2 separate regions of the Sus scrofa genome follow, and region 2 is linked to region 1. A link is a contact called in public HiChIP or PLAC-seq data. All regions are on one chromosome and are shown on one strand. Each heading gives the region's core, a stretch centred on a gene start, on an enhancer-like site or on the middle of the called end of the contact. The rest is flanking DNA. Distances are from core to core; before and after follow the strand shown.

The links. HiChIP or PLAC-seq counts read pairs in DNA pulled down with a chosen protein or histone mark.
Region 2: an H3K27ac HiChIP or PLAC-seq map of skeletal muscle shows a contact between it and region 1. The contact joins two enhancer-like sites. A contact is called at or near these places in 4 of 47 Hi-C or Micro-C datasets (fetal skeletal muscle, omental adipose tissue, psoas muscle and 1 more) and 1 of 2 datasets of contacts at active chromatin or transcription factors (skeletal muscle).

Annotation. Positions count from the first base shown.
Region 1 is chr1:190,033,572-190,038,192 of Sscrofa11.1, forward strand. No RefSeq gene overlaps it. Among named protein-coding and RNA genes, the nearest start is that of SLC38A6, 110 kb to the left of the region's middle. Within about 2 kb of position 1,905, at least 8 of the 83 cell types and tissues checked have an H3K27ac peak or open chromatin away from gene starts, as enhancers often do. A contact at or near this core is called in fetal skeletal muscle and skeletal muscle, where this site is marked.
Region 2 is chr1:190,120,909-190,125,529 of Sscrofa11.1, forward strand. No RefSeq gene overlaps it. Among named protein-coding and RNA genes, the nearest start is that of TMEM30B, 49 kb to the right of the region's middle. Within about 2 kb of position 2,748, at least 4 of the 83 cell types and tissues checked have an H3K27ac peak or open chromatin away from gene starts, as enhancers often do. A contact at or near this core is called in fetal skeletal muscle and skeletal muscle, where this site is marked.

The sequences.
Region 1 (4,621 bases), core at 655-3,154:
CTGGCCTACACCACAGCCACAGCAATGCCAGATCTGAGCTGCATCTGCGACCTATACCACAGCTCATGGCAATGCCAGATCCTTAACCCACTGAGCAAGGCCAGGGATTGAACCCTCATGCTCATGGATATTCGCTGGGTTCTTAACCAGCTGAGCCACAACGGGAACTCCCAGGAATTTTCTTAGGGACCTTTGTTCTTCTAGAAACTGTTACAATAATAAAAATCTTGAGATCATAGTCTATATACAGTCTTTATTCTGCCTTTTCAAATTGGCCATTACATTTTTAGCACTTTCCCACCGTATTAAATATGTAACAACCCAGTACTTCATTACGTAAATGCATCCATTTCACTATTCCGCAGTTGTTGGGCATCCTTTGCTTTGGGGAAGTGTATAAAGCAGAAACGATTAGCTCTTGTGAATGTTTTTAAGGTCTAATACTAATTGCCAAATTGTCCTCCAGAAAGGTTAGGTATGTCAATTTGCACACTCCCCAGCTGTAAATGAAAGTGTCAAGTGACTTATTCTTTAAATGATTTGCTAATTTGGCTTTGATTGTGGGAGAGACTATTTCAGAGCAGTAAAGTGCCTGGTCGATCACAGCCACAGAGAGCCTGGGGCACGGAGGGAGGTCTTGGGCCTGACTGGACTCCAGGGCCCTGGGGTGGTTCACAAACCTCTCAGGACCTCATGCTGCTGCCCCACCCAGGCGAGGTCACACACTGTCTCACGTAACCCAAGCAGCCCTCACGCCTGCCTCCTGCTCTGAGAGACATAACGTTCCATGAGTATCTCCCTTTCCACCTTGAATCTGAGCCTTTAGCCTCCCAGCTCCTCCTCAACAGACCAGGGAGGCAATGGCACACCAGCCTGTTCCCCAGCTCAGGGAGAACTGGATCTGGACTCACCTCATTGGAGCCTGAATGGGATCCAGACCATCAGCCACCCCATCACCCATCCCTCCATCAGAGTTTTTCATGGTTCTGCTTCCCTGCCACCCAAGAGGTCACAGAGGTGCAAACAGCAGAGCCTCAGACCTCATCTTTCCTTTCCAGACCACCTTCTTTCCTTTCTGGAGATGGGAGACATAGAGGGAGCCTGAGACCTGTCCCACCTGTGGCTGATAGGACCTCCTCGGTAAGTTCTGCTCTTCCCACTCAGCAAAGCACACGTGTGCACAGGCAGCCGAGCTGCTGGCCGTCCAGACTATTTTTAAACAGACTAAAAATACTGACTTACCTCAGAGGACTGTGCTGAAGGAGCTTGTTTAGGGTGTCGGATGAACCTTTGCAAATCTAAAATGCTTTGCATCACCTGCTCCTTCACCCCGTGGGTTCCTCCCCTGGGAACCAAGAGAGTTATAAACTCAGGCTGGCAAAGAACAGGGTGATGGGTGGACTGACCGGGAAGCTCTCTTTGTGGGTTTGGTGATGCTCTGTGAGATTTGGCCTCTCTAGATGCTGGCCAGCTCCAGGGCAGATCCTGAACTGCCAGGCCCAGAGCCAGGCCAGCGCATAGAAGGCTCCCTGTGTGTGTTGGTTGTTGAAGGGTGTTTCTTGGCGGGGGCAGCGCAGGTGCCTGAGCTGTTATGATTTCTGACACCCCTGTTGGGTAGGAGAAGCCCAGGCACACATGTGTCTACCCCGCTCCCCTCCCCCTCCCTTCTACCTCAGCCCTGGGCCGGTCCCCTCTGCTTCCCCCACATAAGCCTTCATGTTGCAGCACAGCGGAAGGTCAAGTGCTCTCCTGTTCTAGGGCAGACACTTTGGGTTTAACCTTGAGGCAGAGGCTCAGCTGCCCTGACAACCCGTGGCTTCTTTCTGCAGCAACACCTCCTGCAAAGGTAGCCCAGCACGTCCTTGGCCACGGGTTTCCCAGGGCAGTAAAAATAGCTGAGGCCCCGCAGCTGCTGAATGATGAGTTCTGGAAGGAGATGATTGATTCTCACAGCTGAGTCCCGGGGTCAGGGAGCGCCGAGCAGGCCGAGGGGCCAGGGTGAAGGCTGGGCTGGCCCCGGGGCTGCTCTAGATAGAGCTGTTGACAGAGGGATCTGTGCTCCCCCCACCTGAGGGGAGCACCGAGTAAGCGGATTAAAAGGAACTGCAGAGGGCTCTGTGAGAGGGAGACAGTGCAGCCCTTTCTTTGAGGCCAGACTGGACCTTTTTTGACATATGCAGTCACCTCCCCTCCTTCACCGGGGACAAAGTTCAAAGTGGGGTGGGAGTTACTTTCCAGGGAAGGTGACGGGCTGGTACAGTAATGGGAGCCCCCGCTTCCCCTAAAACTATGGAGCTGTTGGGGCTTATGAAACACCCCGGGGACACAGGTGTCAGGTAGCTTCTGGCAGCCTGGGGTCACTCTCTGCCCTCCCCCCACCCTGCCCCTGGGCTGCAGCAGTACCCTGCCTGCTTTGTCAGGGGCCTGGGCCTGGGCCATTGACCTGGGCTGCTCCGATTCTTCATGGTGATCTAAGGTGAACCGTGTCCGTGGAGCTCCTGACCAGTAACAGTAGCTTTTAAGCCAGGATCCTGCAGTTGTTGGGCTGTTCACAAGGAAACAGCTGGAAGGGTGAAGTTCTACAGCTGGACCTGATCTGGACAATTCAGAGATACAGCCATATGTGTTTACTTTACAGTGCATGTTTTTAAGGCAATCTATAGCCCAGGGTTCCATACAGCAAAAATAAGGTTTCAGAGGGAGAAAGAAGAAATTGCTAGAGGAGGGAGGAACTAAGAGGCAAATGAAAAACAATATATTTTCCTATGAGATTATTAAAAAGATGACGAGGCAGCCAGACATGGGTGTGTGTGGGGGGGATAATCCAGGTGGCTTTTCTCCCCAGGAAAAGGGGCTGCCTTGTCATCAGAGCAGAGGTACGGGGGAGACCTACTGGTTTTCATGAAAGATGTAAAGATTCTGCAGAGGAGCCTGAGTTAGGACTACAGGCCAGAAAGAGAGGTGGCCCCTCCTTTTGTCTTTCATGCTACCTGCGGGGCATCAAGGTGTGTCTTTATCTTTCTGGAGTCACTTGAGATGCATGCACTCAGCCTCCCTTTCTTGCTGTTCTTTGCTCAGAGGTGGGGTTGCAGATATTGTGATTGGTGTGGAAAAGATTCCAGAACTGTAAGAAAAGGACCCCACAGGTTACCTCCAGGTCTGTCCTTGATACCTATGGGGGACGAATGGAGAGTCTTTCTCTTCCAAACCCTCCTCTGTCCTGCACAGTGGGAGGCCTCGCATACACCCATGCACAGACAACTCAACAGCTTGGATGCACGTCCAAGCTCCATCTCTGCATGCCACTTGGCCACTGCCTGCAGCCAGGAGTGTGCATATTGGCCACCCTCGGGAGGACAGACCTGGGCAGAGGCCATAGGTAGGGGCCATTTGGGTGTGGCATTTCCAGGTTCAATTATCTAGAGCAAGACTAGAGTGAGGTGTCACTGGAACTAGGTGGGCACAGCCTCGTGGTCCTACAGACTTCTCATTGCCTCATGGGAAGTGCTCTGATCCAGGAGGGGCAGGAATGGGGCCCCCAAAGTACGGGGCAGAGGGCAGGGACCTCAGTTACTCAAGTCAATGTCTGGTACTGAGTATGGCAAACTAAAGCTGTCAAAACAGGGCAAATTTCCCCCCAGATCTCCTCCCCACCCTATGTCCTGGTCCGTGCCCTCCTCCACCCCCAGGGGAACCCTCAGAGCTCAACTCCTTCCCCATCTCCAAAGCAGCTTTTGGTTCTGGCAATTCCTATTCCTCCAGAGTCTCCCTTCAGCCCTTGGCTGCTCCCCAGTGTCAGCTCTCACTTGTGCCTGGACCAATTTCCTGGCCTCCTGAGTTGATCTGCTCCCCTCCTGTTGCCACACTGCCACCCCAGCAGTTTTCCCCAGGGTCAATATGACCTCTTCACCTTCTGTCCTGCTTAAAGCTCTTCGGGGCTCCCTGTGCCAAGAGGATCTAGTCCAAGCTCTTCAGCCCAGCACACAAATCTCTATCCTTACACTGCCCACCTCTGCCCTCCCCTAGCCTCCACTGCCCTCCCCCCCAGCCTCTGCTCTTGAGCTTTGTCAATGTGCTGTATCCTTTCTGACCTCCTTGGCTCTATTGAAGTGCCCTTTCTTGTCTGACTGGTCAACGTGTCCTCATTTTCTCCCAGATGGAAACCCTTCCAATGCCCCCTACTCCCTTCCCCCCACCCTAGGTGAAACTGATCCCCTTATCTGTAAACTGAGCTGAGGCCCACATCAGAGCAATTATAACATATTTTCTAGCATTTACTTCTTTACAAGTCTTTTTTTTTTTTTTTTTCCTTTTTCTTTTTTTTTTTCTGTCAAGCTGGAAGCTCCCTGACGACAGGGGCTATATTGTTCTTCTGGGCATCCCTGTGCCTGGCATGGAGCTTGTGTTGAACTGAAATAGAAAAGTGTCCCTATGATCAATGCTTGCTGCCCCAGATGGAGTCCTCTGTTGATGAACAGACATTACTTGATCTGTTTTCCCTGTGTATTGTATATGGTAGCAATTCCTAAACAATGGGCAGGACCTGATCACAAGGTTCAGGCACGCATTCAAGACATAGATGAGTCCATAAAAGGTGCTCGGTCTTGCTGAGAATCCTTGG
Region 2 (4,621 bases), core at 1,498-3,997, 88 kb after region 1:
GGAAAGGGAGGGGTTGGCAGAATAATGTTGCTTTGGGGATTTGAATCTTATTACTTGGTGCTGTTAGTGTTGGGCAGACATTTATAAAAATTACATGCTGTTGTGGCAGTTCATTTTTTTTTTTAAATGAATCTTGAGCTTCAAATTTCAGACAAAGTTGAGGGTTGAAAAGAAATAAAGGGAAATAGGACGAAGACAAAGAGAAGGTGGGGTGCCAGTGGGCAGCCCTTGGCTTGGAAGGTGCTGCAGAACTCGCCATGACCGAGAATGAGGGGAACCCAGCTGCCAGATCCCTGATGGAGGGGAGACATTTACTTCCTGGAATTTGAGTTTCAGATGCTCACCTCCCTAGGGATTTTCCATTAAATTAAGCATGATGAGCCACAAGCTGAGACAAAATCAGAGGAGCTGGCTTTGGATGTTAGATCCTGCCATAAGTAACCCTGCTTCTAAAAAATAAAAAGGAGTTCCCTTTGTGGTGCAGCAGAAATGAACCTGACTGATAACCATGAGGTTGTGGGGGGTTCAATTCCTGGCCTTGCTCAGTGGGTTAAGGATCTCTCTTGCCATGAGCTGTGGTGTAGGTCGCAGACATGACTCAGATCCTTCTTGTGGCCGTGGCGTAGGATTGGACTCTAGCCTGGGAACCTCCATATACCATGGGAGTGGCCCTAAAAAGCAGAAAAGAAAAAAAAAAAACCCAACAGCCCTGCTTCTTCACATTTTCATTGTTACTTGTTACTTTGAATCTCTCTCACTGTTTGCCCTCATCTCCTGATCAGGAACATTTTGGCACACGTGGCTTCCCCTATGGGCCTCCCCTCATTCTCTTGTCCTTTGCTCCTCTCCTCTCCTTCTCTGTGAGAGACCCAAGGCACACTAGGGCAGCACCTGCCTGAAGTCTGGATCTGAGCTGCTACCTCCTGCATTCCTCCTGGGACATCTGGAATCTCCTGGGACGGGATCTGATGTCCCACTGAGAACCTCAGGGCAGAAGCATGGCTGCCACTGCAGCAGCTTCTCAGCTTCTTGTTCTCGGGCGGGGGGGGGGGGGGAAGGGGTGGGCATCCTTCCTGACACTCCAGGCTGCCTCCCTCTCCCTTCTCATTGCAGCTTTGTGGGGTCATTTTCTAAAACATTCACCTGAGAGGGGAGGAAGGGTTACAAGGGCCTGTTTCTCCAGGTGACTTTTTTGTTAAAAGGCTGACTGGGAGAATATTTACCATCCAAGTAGTCCACAGAGATTGCCTTCCTATGCGAAGCACTTATTAGCTGAGAGTTCTCTGGGGTCCGAGCCAGAAAAAGAGACGGTGCTCCCTCCCCAGCATCCCCTGGCCTGGCCCTCCTCTCGGCAGAGTGCTGTCCCCACAGAGTGCCAAGGCTGCCTACTAAAAAGCAGATGCTCTAAGGTGATATTTCCCCCTTTTCCAATCTCAGAAAAGCGGTCAGACTGGTTCTGAGCCTCCCCGTAGGCACGGTTCTTGGCTATAAAATGTGATGTGCAGTGCTGGGTTTAAACATGAAACCAGTGTATCCAGGATCGTTGGAGATTTTCGCAGGGAAATATCTTGGAAATGATTTTCAGTTTCTCAGCATCTTCCTTCAGTTCTGTTTTCTTTAGCAGATGTACAGCGTGCACTTTTGCCATTTCTTCAGTGTGTACAGACCAAAGAAGCAGTTTCCTCAGTAACGTCTTGGTATATATCTGTTTTAACTAATATTTGAGGACTCAAGCAGCAGCATATTACTTCAAAACTCCCTCATACACTTGAACTTGGAGAGATACAGACGAGACTCATATTTCCTGTATTAAAATACTTGCACAAAAAACACACTCTTTCTGGTTTATCAAACAAGCTAATATGTCTCTGGAGAATTTTGAGTTCAGACATGAACAATTCCATGAACTTTTTTGTGTGTGAATCATTTGAGCTTTGGATGGATTTCCTCATGGGGAGATATGATTGCATAAAACATTCTTCTTCTACCTGAAATGTTTCACGAGATGGTCTTTCAACACAGACTGTTAGTTTTACAGTGAATAAGCCATGTTTGAGGAAATAAACTCTGCATGAACAAAAAGGTTTCAGCTTCTTGCATTTATTCCACCTTCTCCAAGGACCATAGCACTCTCATGAGCTCATGAAATTTGAACCTCAAAGATTCAATTAATTTGGTCTCTTCCTGTTTCCACATTTTATTCCCGCCAGTTTCACACCTATCACATTTAGGAGACCTGGAAAAATCGGGAGATAGTTTTGGCCTGTCAGGACACCCTTTTTTCTCTCTTTAAATTTTAAAAAGGAGCCATTGACTTTCATTTTTTAAACTGCACCAGCCAGCCCAACCCCTCGTCTTGTTGAAACACCCCTCGGGGATTTAAGCTCTGAAATCCAGTTCCCTTAAGCCAAGACATTTCATAGACTTTGAGAAAGAACCTGAGAGCTGTTCAGTCTCACCCATCTCAGCAGTTTCCACACAGGAAAGGATCAGGAAGAGGGAGAAGGAATCCTACAATACACGGGAGACTTTACCCAGAAAGTAAAGATTGTTGCAACCTTCGGATGATTCCACACACTTTCTACCATCAAGCCCCATAAATTAGCCGACATCACAGTGACAAGAAAGGGGAGGGGGCAGTCTAAAGATTTCACTTTTTTCTTTTTATGGCCGCACCTGCAGCATACAGAAGTTCCGAGGCTAGGGGTTGAGTCAGGGCTGCAACTGCCGGCCTACGCCACAGCCACAGCCACGCGGGATCATTAACCCACTGAGGCCAGGGATCAAACCAGCATCCTCACGGACACTAAATTGGGTTCTTAACAAGCTGAGCCACAACAGGAGTGCCAAAGTTTTCACTTTCGGGTTGGCTTTAAAATGAAGCGACAGTATTTTGCTGCAGCCCATCTTCTTAGTTTTCAGTCTCGCGTGTCCTGCCTTCGAGGCGGCATCTGGGATGAGCTTAGCACAAATGCCACTGCCTGTGGCCGACAACTGCATCTTTGGCTCCTACCATTTGGCCCAGGTTCAACTTCTCTCCAACTTCTGCCCTCTTCCCAGGCTTCTGGGAAGACTCTGTTGCCTGATCTTTATTACTCTTTTCCCACACCCCATTATACAGCGTGATATCGGCCTCTGAATTTATTTATTAGGACTCAGGTCTACAATATACAATCCCCCTGCTTCCTGTCTGACAGGGCACCTTCGCAGCAGAGCTCGTGAGGCGCTGCTGGTCACAAACAGTCTGAGAGTCAGCATACAGAGAGGAAGGGCCAGAGGCTTGCAAAACAGCCAGCCCTCTGGAGGCCCCTTGGAGCCAAATTGGTTTTTCAAAACTTCACACTCACGATCCCACAGTCCAGACGGGCAGCCACAAACAGCTCCTTGCGAGGAAAGGGCCTTTGCAACTGGCAACCTTAGACCCATATGTCTGGCCTTCATTTAGGACACTGGCTCTATTTTTTTAGAAATTAGCATTTTGCCTAATAAGCTTAAGCTTTGTCATTGATGTTCCCACTCCATGTTTAAACAGTCTGCAGACCTAGACTGTGTCCTTTTTTTAAAAGGCAGGTAATACATTTACATTATTCATAACTTGAAATGATATTAAAAATATATATGCTGAGAAGTCTCACTCCCACTCTTGAAAGGGAGCGCACGCATCCCCATCCCTGCGTGTAACCACTTTTATTAGTTTCTTATGTATCCTGCCAGGGCTTCTTTTTACTTTCACGCTTCACCTTTTTTAAAAAAAGTTTATTGAAGTATAGTTGATTTACAATGTTGTGATAATTTCTGCTGTACAACAGTGATTCAGTTGTATATGCACACACGTCCATTCTTTTTCTGATTATTTTCCCACAGAGATGATTACAGAATATTAAGTAGAGTTCCCTGTGCTGTACAGCAGGTCCCCATTGACCAGTCATTCCATATATCTCTGCATATGCCAATCCCAAACCCCCAGTCCATCCCTCCCCCGCGCTGTCCCCTTGGGTAACTATAAGTTTGTTTTCAAAGTTTATGAGTCTGTTTCTGTTCTGCAAATAAGTTCATTTGTATCATTTTTTTAGATTCCACATATAAGTGATCTCATATGATGTTTGTCTTTCTCTGACTCACTTCATTCAATATGATAACATCTAGGTCCAGCCATGTTGCTGCAAATGGCATTATTTTATTCTTTTTTATGACCAAGTAACATTCCATTGTATATATGTATCATATCTTCTTCACTGATTCCTGTTAACAGACATTTAGGTTGCTCCCATGTCTTAGCTATTGTAAATAGTGCTGGTTCCATCTGTTTTTTGAATAAATTTTTATTTTAGGGAGTTCCTGTCATGGCTCAGTGGTTAACAAATCCGACTAGGAGCCATGAGGTTGTGGGTTTGATTCCTGGCCTTGCTCAGTGGGTTAAGGATCCGGTGTTGCCGTGAGCTGTGGTGTAGGTTGTAGACGCGGCTCGGATCCCGCGTTGCTGTGGCTCTGGCGTAGGCTGGCAGCTACAGCTCCGATTAGACCCCTAGCCTGGGAACCTCCATATGGCATGGGAGTGGCCCTAGAAAAGGCAAAAAGACAAAAAAAAAAAAAAGAATATCTTTAGATTTATAGAAATATT